Linked DNA regions of Zea mays: region 2 is linked to region 1. The links are chromatin contacts, called in public Hi-C maps. All regions are on one chromosome and are shown on one strand. The core of a region is the stretch at or near the end of the contact, and the rest is flanking DNA. Distances in the headings are between cores, read along the strand shown.

Evidence for each region. A called contact is a pair of places that touch in the nucleus more often than the background predicts.
Region 2: a Hi-C map of leaf shows a contact between it and region 1, with 8 times the contacts expected there. The contact joins the promoter of LOC103633052 here to the promoter of LOC100272824 in region 1. A contact is called at or near these places in 2 of 25 Hi-C or Micro-C datasets (endosperm and leaf).

The regions. Positions count from the first base shown.
Region 1 is chr7:147,045,458-147,052,659 of Zm-B73-REFERENCE-NAM-5.0, forward strand. It overlaps LOC100272824 (Hydroxymethylglutaryl-CoA synthase), which reads left to right and starts at 4,700. Exons shown (of 12, transcript NM_001147277.1): 1 at 4,700-5,076; 2 at 5,603-5,709; 3 at 6,063-6,195; 4 at 6,364-6,507; 5 at 6,613-6,771; 6 at 6,913-6,986; 7 at 7,075-7,150. The coding sequence starts at 5,011.
Region 2 is chr7:147,648,288-147,655,489 of Zm-B73-REFERENCE-NAM-5.0, forward strand. It overlaps LOC103633052 (protein DETOXIFICATION 49), which reads right to left and starts at 4,040. Exons shown (of 1, transcript XM_008654737.4): 1 at 2,004-4,040. The coding sequence starts at 3,934. The coding sequence ends at 2,213.

The DNA.
Region 1 (7,202 bases), core at 3,450-5,949:
TGTCCTGTATGAATTGAAATGAAAGTGTCCATTTTTATTTATATATAACAGCACATTTATCTCAAACCACACTATATCAGGAGATTTAGTAGGATTTAATTGCACTGGTTAGCTTAGGAAACAGAGAAATGAAACTACGCATTGAGACATAGTGTTTTGTTCATCCTCTAATCTGATATGACGTTCTTGAAAATAGGGATGTGAAACCCCATATTATATTAGTTTAAGATAGTGTTTGGTTAAGAGCTAGTTAGAATGGACCCATAGAGCGGCTCCATTCTAGAAACGACTTTGTCCAAAAGAATTTAGAAAGCCAAATGGTTTACTATTTAAATATAATTTTCTTTTTTTAAGTCACTCTGTACTATAAAAAATTAATTCAAACAACAATAAATTAGAAATAGACGATTTATCACACCGTACTTCGGAACCAAACAGCAACTAAAAAACCGGCCGGTAAAGTTTCACCTGTCGAAAAATGTAAGAACCATCGGCCATTTAATAAAGAGGCCGATCAGCCATACTATTCGAGAATTATTTAAACATTCGGCTATTCCCATATTCTACAACATTTAGTGGGTGATATCATCAGCTGTTGATTATTTATTTATTCCCGATGTACTGTAGTCTGTAGACCATTATTTTTGCCCCGATGGTCTAGGTTATGTTTAGTGATTGTACATTTGTGCCACTGTTTAATAGGAGTAGTACTGTACATGGCAAGAAGTCAAGAACTGTGTCGATGGAACTATGCAATGGCTCCTGCAGCAGTAGCAGTAGCTAGTATAAATGTGCGGCAGGTACGCTTGTCGTCCACCATCTCAGCTGATGAATTGATGATGACGATGGGGGACAAGAAAGACAACGCACGTTGTGAAGAGTTATGAATTCCTATCCAGTCCACCAGACGCAGTAAGACTGTATTTGATGGATGGCATAAAATATAGATATTACAATGTTGATAACACTGTTTGTAAAGTTAAATTTAAAATAGAGATAAGATATAGGATGAGATAATCTAAAATGTTATAGTGATGTCGTAAGGATTTTGTCGTTGTTCGCTAAGCTATAACTATGTAGTCTTACATTTATTTTGAACTTTGTAAACAGCGTAATATATAATACGATTCATTATTTTACACTATGTGGACAACCTGCTTCAGTTGTGCTTTCTTTTTCTCTCACCAAAACACCTCCATAGTCTGCCATTGAATTCAATAATGTTGTTGAGACGTGTTATGAGTTAGAATGGTGCCACTATAGGCTATAGGCCTCTATTTAGAACAGTAGTTCTAGTTATAATTTACATATAACTAATCTTAAATAAATACGGTTTCAAATTTCACTTAAGCGTGGTTTCAAATTTTAGAGCTAACCTTCGATATATCTAAGAATATCTTACCACCTATTTAACCTTTGATATATCTAAGAATATCTTACCACACATTTTGTCTAAGAAAATTTAGCTACACTTTGTCATTTTATAACATGTACAGTCTAAAGGAATTTTATTTAAATTTAGTATAACCAAACACGTGTAAACTTGATCAAATTTATATATAAAAAAACAAAACATGACCAGCAAACAAATACTTAAGGTCTCGCTCCTTGGCTCAACCCGTAGAGCCCGTGAATTGAGGTCAAGAAAAGCTAAATATTTTTTGGTAGAGCTCTTCCAATTTCTAATTTTTTTTGTCTGAAATAATTTTCTATGGTTTTCTAGGATAAATTATACTCTTTCCATCCTAATTTATTTATAATTCATTTGAGTTTTTTTTACCATTTTTAATCGGTTGTCTTATTCAAATTTCTTAGAAAAATAGAAAATTCAAAGCCATACTTAAAATATATTATATGTTGAATGATACCAAGTAAAAATTATTGATAATTACGATTTTTTAATAAGATGACTTAGTCAAATTTAGTGTAAAAACTCAAACAAATTATAAACTGGACAAAGGGAGTACACAAAGAGTCATTTTTTTCTACGATTGTTTACAACCAACCACGCCAGGGCATAGCTTCTTACTAGGTTTGTTTGGTTTGCTAACTCAATTGTCACAGTTTGTCATGTCTAAGGTTAGACAATTTTGACTAAGTTAGGTATATGTTTGATTTATAGCCATAATGGTGACAAAAAAAATTTGTGCTGCGTAAATCGCACTTGTCAATGACTTGTAAAAATACGGTAGATTCTTTTAGACATGCCACTATTGTGGGGCAGAATTTAAACTTCTAACCTTAGACAAGTGTGGTAAAAATACATGACAATTTTTGGTGCCTTAAGTATAGGGCAAACCGTCCCTAAAATCCTCCAATTTCAATTATATTCACGTCTTCCCTGATGACGAGGTAGATTGGACTGGAGTAGTTTTGGCTTTTGCGATCATCTTGACAAAGGCTTTACTGCTGTAAGTTTCAGCGCCCCATGCCGTCGTCGATTTATTAGTAGATAGCTCAAACTGATGCTCAAGTAGTGAACCAATGGTATTTCATTTCTTTTTCCTTTTTGATAAATGATATTCTCACTTAGACCATGTTATGTATTGATTGTTCTTATACTATGTTGTGGGTGTCATGGATCTCGCCATTATGTAAGACTAGTACAATACATGTACGTGCGACAGCAAACAATCATATTTGACACTCATAAAAAACAAATTTAATATCAAAGTGAGTATATAGTCCATTGATAAGAACAATTGCCACTCACAAAAAGAATAAATCATAGATCCATAAACGGTACATGTTAAATATTTAACAAAAGGTAGATAGTCCACACTTAGGTCGGATGCAAATACGATTCCAACTCACCCCATAGAAGGCGCCCGGTGCAGGGATGCCTGGGCAACGGAGTCCAAGGTGCTCAACGAGGTTATCCACACAAACATGCTCGTCCTCTGCGTGTTGCCCTGCTCCTGCTGCTGCTAGCCAGTAGGCTCTCCAGCTGCATCCCTCTGCTCATGGCTCTATTGGTGTTGGTGGATAGGGAGAGCACATGAAACGAAAGCACCACCACCAGCCCCAAATCTATGGGGGCATGGAACGGCGCAACGCGAGACCGGGAGGCCAAAAGTGCCTTTTATAGGGTTCACGGTACACTTCGCGTCGTGTGCGGAGGGTTCTCGCAGCCGTTGGGAGATCCGGAGATCATGTGGCGACAAAGCACGATGAGTCTAGAGTATACTCCATGTTGTGCGCGGAGGGTTCGTGCAGCCATTGGGAATAAACCCGACCGACGAGGCACCATGGATGCCACACGGCTGAGCGAAGCATGTTGTGTGCCTGCGTGCTACGAGTGGATGAAAAAGGGAATGAAATGGAACCACTGGTTAGATTATAAAGAAATATGAGGATGCCTTTTTATAAAAAAATGACGGAGCATGACCGTTGAAAATGGTGCTTTAGTATAATAAAGAAATATGCAATTTATTGACATTCTATTTGTGTCATAATATATAGAATTAATGTCACGGTTTAAGATTTATGACAACCAGTTGATAAAAATCCTAACGTAAAAAAACACCGTCACAAATTTACTACAAGACATCTATATATTTCATGTCACAAATATATAACATTGCATTTTTAGTGTTGTATAGTTTTATGATATTGGTTGTTTGTCATAAAATCATATGCCTTACCACATGGGCAAATACCACGTAGCATCAAAATCCTATGCCATTATTTTCGTTTTGATTTTCTTTGCCCATATACTTTTTTTATGGTTGCAACCGTACAATTTTTTTCAGCCCGCACAATTAAGCCCATATAATTATTTTGGCCGGCACAATTCTGCCCACGTATTTCTACAACACACATATTTCAACCTATATATTTTTTCTAGCCCAATTCAACCTCTATACATTTTTTTCAGCCCATACATGTGTTTTAGCCCATATAATTCAGCCCACGCACATAGTTGGGACCTTGCAATTCAGATTAGTGGTCTGACCAGGAGGTAGGAACCTCGGAATTGCGAGTTCTAGACCCCTGCGCGCCAGGTGCGAGCACAGTAGCACACGAGTTATGAGTTTCGCGCCCCACCTCTCTAGAAAAAAATTCTGTCCACATGGCAATAGGACATTCTAACATATTTTTTTTAACAATTTTGATGTGGGCTGAGATAAATAATAGAAATATTAAAAATCTGGCCACATGAAAGGATATTTAAAATAATTTGTGGCACATCATAGACACACTAACATTTTTTTGACATTTTGATGTGCTGAGATAAATAGTATTCCATTCGTCCTAACTCCTAAAATATAGTTCTTCCTAGCCCCATCTTTTTTCTGTACACATTTATTTGAAGGATAATGAATATAAACATAGGTTGATTAATGAAAGTATATTTAGTCTAAAATGAATTATATTTTGTGATGGGGGAGTAAAAAACAAAAAAAATTGGCCACGTGACAATAGGACATGCTAACACATGGACACGAATATTTAAAGTAATTCAATAAAATAATGTGTGGCACACGAACTATGTCAATAAAATAATGGCACGATTCAAATAGGTGTAACGGCATTTCTCACATAAAAATTATAATAAAATAAATCTAATTAACGTACTTTAAAAAGTTTAGCATCTCAAACCTAGAATTGATTAGTAGGTTATTACTGTGGTTGCCTAAATGCTTAACAAAAATTGGTAAAAAGAGTAGGCGCCTCGAGGCGTTTGTCGTGTCTGTGTCTGAGTGTCTCTCACGTGCCGTGCCGGAATCTCGCATCGATCCAGCAGATGTGACAACCACCGCGCCGAGCGCGAGCTGAGCTGACGACGCTGACGCGGCTGAAAATTTCCACGAACACATAGATCCGCATCGTCGATCCATCCGTCCTCCTCCCGACGGTACGCCAGCCTGCCAGAGTCCGACGCACGCCTAGGGCTCCTGGACACAGCAGAGCCCACGCCTTGACTCGCTCCGTTCGAGTGGAGCGCACAGGCACCGGCCGGCGACCAGAGAGGGAGCGGATCGAGGGGGCTCGGCTTGAGTGGAGGAGATGGACCGCAAGGATGTCGGGATCCTCGCCATGGACATCTACTTCCCGCCCTCCTGCGTGCAGCAGGTAAAATCCTTTTCCCCCGCTAAGAACTGTGCGCGTTACTGTTTCTGTTCTGCTGTTACGAGCGCCGCTGTTGCGGGGCGACTCTAATGCTTCCGATCCGCGTCTCCGGGACCTTTTGCCTTGGCGCATTGCAGTGCGGGGGAAGATGGGGCTTCTCTGTGTCGAAGGATTGTGTTTCTTTAGGATCTGACGAAAGTATTTGGCAGATGGGTGTCAAGGGTGGAACTGTCGCCACTTGCTGTCTAAACCTTTATATTTTCGTGATTGCCGTGCAGCGTAATGTCGCTGAAGATCAAACCAATGCTAGATGTGCGGTTTTTAAGATTATATTCAAATATTTAAAACTCCAGTAAATTTGGAGAGTTTGACCTCCAAAAATCCGTGTACAACTGTAAATACGGGAAATTGAGCATTTCAAGTAAAACGCGAGAAGATTTGGCTAGCTGTCACATCTGCTGGTATTTGTTTCAACTAAATTGAGCATTTAGGCTCACGGTTTTCATTTAAAAATCTCATTTTAATGTAGGAAGCACTTGAGGCCCATGATGGGGCGAGCAAAGGCAAGTACACCATTGGGCTTGGGCAAGATTGCATGGCCTTTTGCAGCGAGGTGGAGGATGTCATCTCAATGAGGTATGTTCTTTTTAATAGCCTATAAATTAAACAAGAATGTTTAGCCTGCTGCATGTGTATATTCACATAGATCCTTTTCCCCGTCTAGTTCAGTAGGGCTGATTTGGTGACCCGGGATCCCGGGAGGATTGAAGGGGATTGAGGGGGAAATTAGTTTATTTCCCCCTCAATCCCTCCCAATCCTCCCGTGATCCCCTTATCACCAAATCAAAAAGGGGAAAAAATCCCCATGCATACATTGTGTTGTGCAGGAGATGCATATAGTTGGTATTCTAAGGGAGTATGCAGTTGCTGTTTTGGATATGGGTATACATTTTTGTTTGAATCCTCATTGAAGGGCTAATCGCTTGCAGTTTGACGGTTGTCAATTCTCTGCTGAAAAAATACAAGATTGATCCCAAGCTAATTGGTCGCTTGGAGGTGGGAAGTGAAACAGTTATAGACAAAAGCAAATCCATCAAAACTTGGCTGATGCAGATTTTTGAGGTTTGTTCATCTGACTTTGTAAATTCTACCAAGTAGCATCAGCACACATGTACAAATACAATATTTTCATGCTAACTACACCTCTTTTTGTAAAACGTGTCCATTTCCTTTCTCATTTATTTTTTCCTAAAAAGTTGATTTTTGTTAGCATCTGTTCACAAAATGCAGGAAAGTGATAATACTGACATTGAAGGTGTTGACTCCAGCAATGCATGTTATGGTGGGACAGCAGCCCTACTGAATTGTGTGAATTGGGTCGAAAGTAACTCCTGGGATGGCCGTTATGGTCTTGTCGTTTGCACGGACAGCGCGGTTTGTCATCCAGCCTTCCCTTTAAGCATCAGTTTTATAATTGCTTTCTCCTTTTAGAAAACACAATTGCTTTCTGACATCTCTATTGACTATTGTGATGCTCAGGTTTATGCGGAAGGACCAGCTCGTCCAACAGGAGGTGCTGCTGCTATAGCAATGCTCATTGGTCCTAATGCTCCGATTTCCTTCGAGAGCAAATATAGAGCTTCTCATATGGCTCATGTTTATGATTTCTACAAACCTGATCTTGCAAGTGAATATCCGGTTAGTTTTTTATTCATAAAATCATTTATGCTATTTTTATTTTATATGCATTCCTGTGAACTTCAGAGTCCAGACCCTAGTGAATGTTTCTGGTTATCCATCTCAGAGTTCAACATTTTTACAACAGCACCTTTATTCCAGGTTGTTGATGGTAAATTATCCCAAACATGCTACCTGATGGCTCTTGACTCATGCTACAGACAGTTCTGCAACAAGTGAGCTGCTGTGCCTTTTTCACTTTCCTTTTAATAATAATTAGCTTCGATTTGCTTAAAATTTCCCCTATGTCCCTTCTTAAACTAGGTATGAGAAGATTGCGGGTAAACAATTCTCAATTTCAGATGCAGAATATTTTGTGTTCCATTCTCCATACAACAAGGTAAGATACAAATAACCAAGGGCTTTAAATGAAGATCGATAACTGATCTGAA
Region 2 (7,202 bases), core at 2,790-5,289, 600 kb after region 1:
GGCTCATAGAATATCTAAACATAGTGCTACTAAAGTATCTCCTTTTGAGCTTGTCTATGGGCAGGAAGCAGTGTTACCTGTGGAAATAAGTTTGAATGCTGTCAGGTTTGCCAGACAAAATGATCTAACTGCTACTGATTATTATAATTCAATGATGGATAATATTGATGAGGTGACCGACAAGAGGATGATAGCTTTGGGAGCAATAGAATAGGACAAGATCATGGTAGCCAGGGCCTACAACAAGAAGGTCAAAGCAAAATCATTTCAAGTAGGAGACTTGGTGTGGAAGACCATTCTGCCTCTAAGGAATAAAGACCGAAAGTTCGGGAAATGGTCGCCAAGCTGGGAGGGTCCTTATAAAGTGAAACAGGTGATGTCTGGTAACGCTTATTTACTACAAACATTACAAGGCAAGGATTTACCTAAGGCTTTGAATGGACGTTTCCTCAAACAGTACCATCCTAGTATGTGGCAAGATGCCTAAGAAAACCGATGTGATCACATTGAGTTAGTTGCTTTTGGTTCGCCCAGCTCCACCAAAAGGCAGGGGGGCATATGTTCGAAGCAGAAATGAGCCGGCGGACTGTCCGGCCCTGAGGCCGGACGGTCCGCGGTCCGGACGGTCCACGCCTGTGGGCCGGACGGTCCGCGCGTGCGCAGAGCAGATTAGGGTTCTGAGTTTTGTGCTACAGTTGTTAGCTATATTCGCGGGATTAGCTCGGAATCAGTTGTGTAAAGGGTCCAGCCCCCCTCCTCTATAAATAGAGAGGTCTACGGCCGATTTGTAATCAACAATCGAATCAATACAACTTCTATTTCGCATTTTATCCTAGGAGTAGTTCTAGTCTAGTTTAGGTTTAGCCTCTCGATCCCCAAATTCTCCGCCTCTCCTCGACTCTACGTCGATTAGAGGAGTCTAGGTCGGCCTGCCCGAGCCTAGACAACCCCTAGGATCTCTCCTCCCCGACGGGGTCCCTCCCGGGAGCGAGATCTAGGCCGCCGCCGGCGACTTCCGCCGCCCCTGCGCACGCGCGGACCGTCCGGCCTCAGGGCGCGGACCGTCCGGCCGTCAGGCAGAGGATCCAAGCTCCTGCACCAGGTCGCGGACCGTCCGGCCCCAGGCCGCGGACCGTCCGCGCCTGACCAGAAAGCACCGCCGCCTCGCGCCAGGTCGAGGACCGTCCGGCTCCGTGCCGCGGACCGTCCGCGCCTGACCAGAGAGCACCGCCGCCGGTTCTTCTTGAGTATTTGGCGCTCCAAAAAAGCGTCAACACCATGCAATTGTTCGATATATTAGGTAATTTCACATCGTAAAGGAAAATAGATTTGATATTTTAGGAACATTTAAGAAAGAGAATAAATTTAAACATGATTAGTGCTCTACCGATTGCCGAATTCACCTTGGATCGAACGATTTATTGAGTTCCAAGAATCCTCTCTAGACTGTAGACCTGTAGTAGAACCATTGGTTGTATTATAATCGTACTAGTCTGGTACTACAAGTTCCTAGAATCCCTGAAATCCACCCACTGAAAACTAGCATGACCTCTTACCGAATCTCTCTTGTAATCCGTGGGCGCGTGGACAGAATTCGCATTTGGAATTTCATTTGTGCAATTATCTTATACGCTAGCACCAGGAAGCAGCTCTATGAGCTGTAAACGTACAGTGTACATAAATAAAAGGAACCCTTTTAAAAAATAAACTAATGGAAAAAATAAAGGTGTTCCGAAAGAAGATGTACCAGAGAGGCAATGTGACTTTGTTTCTTCTGTTTGGGACACAATAGGCATCAGGGAAACAAATAAGCTGAGTCTGAGACAGGGGCAGTACACCACTTAAGGCCAAAATATTCTTGTTCGCACATGGCAAAGATAATGACAGTTAAATCATACAGCATTAATAATGAAATCCTGTAGGATTAAACAAATGCGATTTCCACTAGTAGAGATCGGAACATTCAGGTCCCGGAGTCCATTTGGTCACTTTGAGTAGCAAAATTTTGTTTGGCAATTGTTCTGGAATCTAGTTGGAAATGCCTTTAATTTGTACAGCGGGACACTCACCCTTTTTCATTGTAAACTCTCCCTTCAGTCTTCAGTCTTCACTCTCACTCTCACTCTCGTTTAAAAGAGGGAAAAAGAAACTAACAATGGAGGGAGGTTGAAACTTTGTATTGCTACAAATCCCCCAAAAAGGTCGGTTAAAATTACAAAAAGGAAAAAAAACTAATAAAGAAAAAAGAAAACCTATATCTAATGAATCGAGGATGCAAATCATCCATGAATCGGGTCCTGGTTCCGTCGCCGCTAGACGCAATCACGCAATCCGCCACTATGAACAATGTGTTCCCGACCTCTGCTTTGGCCGCTTCTGCATGGCTTGTTTTGTCCTCGTCGACAATGCCGACGACGTCAAAGCCGTCGCCGCGCCCGCCGGTGAGCTGGCGGGCGCGCTCCGTCTGCTCCGCCCAGTCGGTGCCGAGCACGGCGCGCAGCATGAGCGCGGCGCAGACGAGCTGCGCGGCCAGCATGCCGCCCCACATCCCGCGGAAGTCCAGCCCGGGGGCCCAGAACGCCAGCGCCAGCGCCACGGGCATGCCCACGCCGTAGAACGCCGAGACGTTGATCCTCGCCGCCTTCCCGGGCCTCGCGCTGCCGCGCAGCACCCCGCAGCCGGCCGTCTGCGGGCAGTTCCCCAGTTCGGCCATGCCGAGCAGCGGTAGCGCTGCCGCCGCCAGCTTCAGGATGGCCTCGTCGGTGGTGAACATCCGTGCCCAGACGCCCCGCACGGACACGGCGAATGCGCAGGCCACGAGGCCGAGCGCGGCGCCCAGGCCGAGCCCGACGCGCGCGACGAGGCGCGCGCGCTCCGGCCTCCGGGCGCCCAGCTCGTGCCCGACTCGCGTGGACACGGCGCAGCCGAGCGAGTGCGGGAAGATGTATATCAGCGACGTGGTCTGTATGAGCACCCCCATGGAAGCCACCGCGGCCTTGGGGTCGATGAGCACGCCACAGAGGAGCACCATGATCTCGTACCACCACCACTCCAAGCAGACGGACATGCAGCTGTGCGCGCACAGCCTCACCAGGCTCCACCACTCCTTGGCGCCCTCCTCCTCCACCTCCTCGGCTGGTGGCGCCGCCACGGACGCGCCCTTCTTGGCGCCGTCATCGTCATGGGTGCCGTACATTCCGCGGAGGTAGACGTACGCCACGAGGAACAGCAAGAAGTTGAGGTTGGTCCAGACCCCGCCGAGCGCGACGCCACGGACGCCGAGGCCGAGGACGCTGACGAGGAGGAAGTTGATGGGCACGTGGAGGAGCAGCGCGGCGGCGGCGCCGTAGGTGAGCGGCAGCGTGACGGACTGCGCGCGCAGGTAGATACGGATCGGGTGGAGGAAGCACTGCAGCACGAGGTCGGGGAGGCAGCAGAGGATGTAGGCGTACGCCGTGGCCGCAATGTCAGGGTCCTGCCCCGCGGAGACGAGGACCCGGTTCATGGCCACCCAGAGCATGGCGATGGGCACGGACGCGGCCAGGAGCAGCAGAACAGTGCGCCGGAGTGCGGTGCGGAGGAGGTCCGTCCGCCCCGCGCCGAACGCCTGGCCGCAGACCGGGTCCATCCCGCCGGCGAGGCCGGAGAGGACGGAATAGCCGGTGATGTTGGCGAAGCCGAGCGCGAGGGAGCCGCCGGCGAGGGGCAGCTGGCCGAGGCGGCCGAGGAACACCATGGACACGAGGGAGCGCATGTAGAACAGGATCCCCGCGCCGGCCATTGGCCCGGTGAGGCAGAGGATGGCGGCCACCTCGGCGAGGACGCTGCCGGGCGCCGGCCTTGGGCGGTCGTGCAGCTTAGGGTAGCCCTTGGCCGTCGAGAGGAGCGGCCTGTGATGGCATTGCGCCGGCTCGGGGCACCGGCACGTCGCCATGGCGCTAGTCCGCGGCCTGCGCGTGAAGCGTCCGTGCCTGCCGCGGCCTCTGGTTTTTGCTGCAGAGGGGCCACACGTCTGTGTGCTGTTGTGGTGGCATCGACGGGAGCTGGCATTGCCAGTGTTTATATAGATGCTTGCAGGCTTGCAGCGTATGACATTCTTATCTTTTGGATTTTCCATGGGCCCAACGGGAAAATGGTTCATTGTAAATCGAGGAGATTGCTCGCTTGGCCCACAGGGCAGAGTGATCCAGCTAGGACGCAATAAGGACACGACAAACTCTAAACTTGTTGCTACTAGTAACGTGTGAAAAAGAAAAGAAGAGGTCCGTACCGACTAGGACTAGCAGTACAAAAAACACCGTGCATGTACTCTACTCGAATACACCAAAGCTGCAAAGCATTATCTCAACTAATTCATCAGCGCGACTTGATGTCGCACGTGCAAAAAAAGAGGGGTTTTGTGACGATAGCAACAAAAACTGTTGTCCATGTACTGCTTTCCTCGGTTCTTAAAGCTTCAATCGAACTCAGCGCCTCCATTATGCTACGTGACGATTAGCAATCGCACTCCAAAGCTGAGCCCCATTGGTGTATGCATGAAAACGGTCGGTGACCAGAACTATTCCCATTTTCATATTTTTTTTCTAAAAAAAGTAAAAGAAACGATAGCTTCAGAAACAGAAACGACATTATTAATTCGAAATCATCGAAAATAGAAATTCGATACAAAAAATACACCGGTCAGGATCAAAATCTAAAATACGATCAGTAATAATTGTAACATATACTCACAGTTGACTTAAAATAATTCACACAAGTCATACATCCATATAGAAATTAGTAATAATATATAAATAGTCATAAATTCGTAAAGGATGAAAGCATAATTCACACAGTATTAAAGTAATACATCATTCACAGAAACAAGCGATTAGCACTGAGCACACATACATATAGTTAGGAATCCATAACTCGGTACCTCACAAAACACGAAACTATTCGATTGAAAACACATCAATATGTGTATGATGACAATATCACACATCAAACTATAGAGCATAGAACAAGCATATAACTTGACCCATCATAATATAAGTAATAATGTATAAAACATTAAAACACAAAGTAAGGATGTCACATTCAATATAAGATAATGTACAAGTAACGAAATCATCATATAATTAGATAAAGCACTAGCGAACATAGTAGCATATGGCTATAAAATCAATATGTGTATGATGACATGTCACCTACATTCTTATTATACTCTACTATTTGACGTAATCAACATAATTGGTGTCCTCCTGATAAGTATCATGCGAACTATGAATATATGTACCGAGAGTAACAATTAGTAAGAAACTATAAATAAGAGCAATAAAAGTTTCAAATAAATCTAAACTTTGTGCCATTATATAGACCTTGATTTTAGAAAAATAACAAAATTATTTTCATTTTTTTAAGTTAAGATGAATTTATTATAAATTTACAAAGATTAATTTAAGATTTAATATTTTTTCTAAAAAACCAAATTGTTATAGGTAGAAAATATCGAATAAATATAGTAAATTTTAAAAACGGTAGAGAGAAACTAAAACTGTTTTCGTTCATGTTCTCGATTTTTTCTACCGATTTCGTTTTCGTATCTCTGTAACTGTTTTTGTTTTCTCCTAGTCCTAAATTTCGATAAACTTTTAAAATAATTATTGGTACCAACTAAGTTTATACAAAATACTTCATATGTTATAATAAAATTAATATAAAAATAACTAATTTTTTATTAAAATGTACTAATATTTATGATTCGCAATAAGTATCATTATATACAAATACTCCATCTGTTATAATTATAAGTATTAATTTTATATCCTATCATAATGTATATTTATATAGACATCAAGAGCTAATCATGTATTTGTAAAAGCTAAAAAGTTTTATAATTTAGAATAAAGAAATTTTTAAAAAATAAATTTTATAGTACACTATATTTTTTAACTAATATATTATAAAATACAAATGTTGAAACTTTTCTCTGCACTAGTAAAAATGCTCTTCCAAGACCGAGATGATGACAGTCGACAACAAGGTGTCAGTGCCAGCACATTGGAAGGGTTCCTACCAGGACTCCATCAACCATGGTGTCGCTTGCAACCGCAAGCTTATTGGCGCCAGGTTCTTCAACAGGAACATGCTGCTCAGCAACCCGATCGTGGTGGACACCAATCAAACGCTCGACACCGAGGGCCACGACATCACACGCTCGACACCGAGGGCCACGACATCACATGCTCTCTGCCGTGGGCAGCTTCGAGCCCTATGCCTGCCTCTTCATCTATACCACTAGCACTACCAATGGTGGTGTCCCACCTATGACAGTTGCTAGTTGGCGAAGTGCATCGCCGCTGCCCTTGCGGGTTTCGAGTCCATCCATGACAATACTGACTTTATCTCCATCTTCTTTGGCCAGGATGCACCCCTCGTCGACGGACAACACCAAGTCTCTTCTACGAGCCCGTCACGCGCACTCGGCTGCCTCCACATAGCCATCCACGTCATCTCCGTCGTATGCTTCACCGACAACTCTGGCCACTACGACGACATCATCGTCAACGCTGCGCCATGGGTTCACCATTATCGCCGCTGCCACTGTCCACAGGAACTTCCCCCAATGTCGTCACCCTCGGTAACATCGTGCACCTGAATGGGACAAGCCTCGAGTCCCCCACACTGCACTCCAGTGTGCTCTACCCTGATGGTCGACATCGCGCGCGCCACCTCTAACCCGTATGCCACCGCCAACTGTGGTCTCGGCACCGTTGACCATGTGAGTGGATTGTGGGGGGAGCGTGATTGATGAGGGATAGGGATGGCAATGGGTCGGGTTTGGATCGGGTAGAGTAAATACCCACTCGCGACCATACCCGCGGGGATTATCTATATCCGCCCATTACTATACCCATAGGTAAAATTTTGTACCTGTGTCCGTACCTATCGGGTATCGGACGGATATCGGGTACCCATCGGGTATAGCAGTTTGGTGCATTCTCCCTAAATGAAGTCTAGTGCATTTCTGAGTGTCGCACATCACCATGATCACCGGAGGCACATAATGTTGTTGCACATTGAAGTCGTGCAGATATAGCCCTAGATGTGTGTTGCTACTTTTTTTTGGTGATAAACTTCCAATTCGTCGGGATCAGAGAGTAGCTAGCATAGTCGTCTGGTGTAGTAACACTCTCCTAGCTCGAGTACTTGTACTAGCT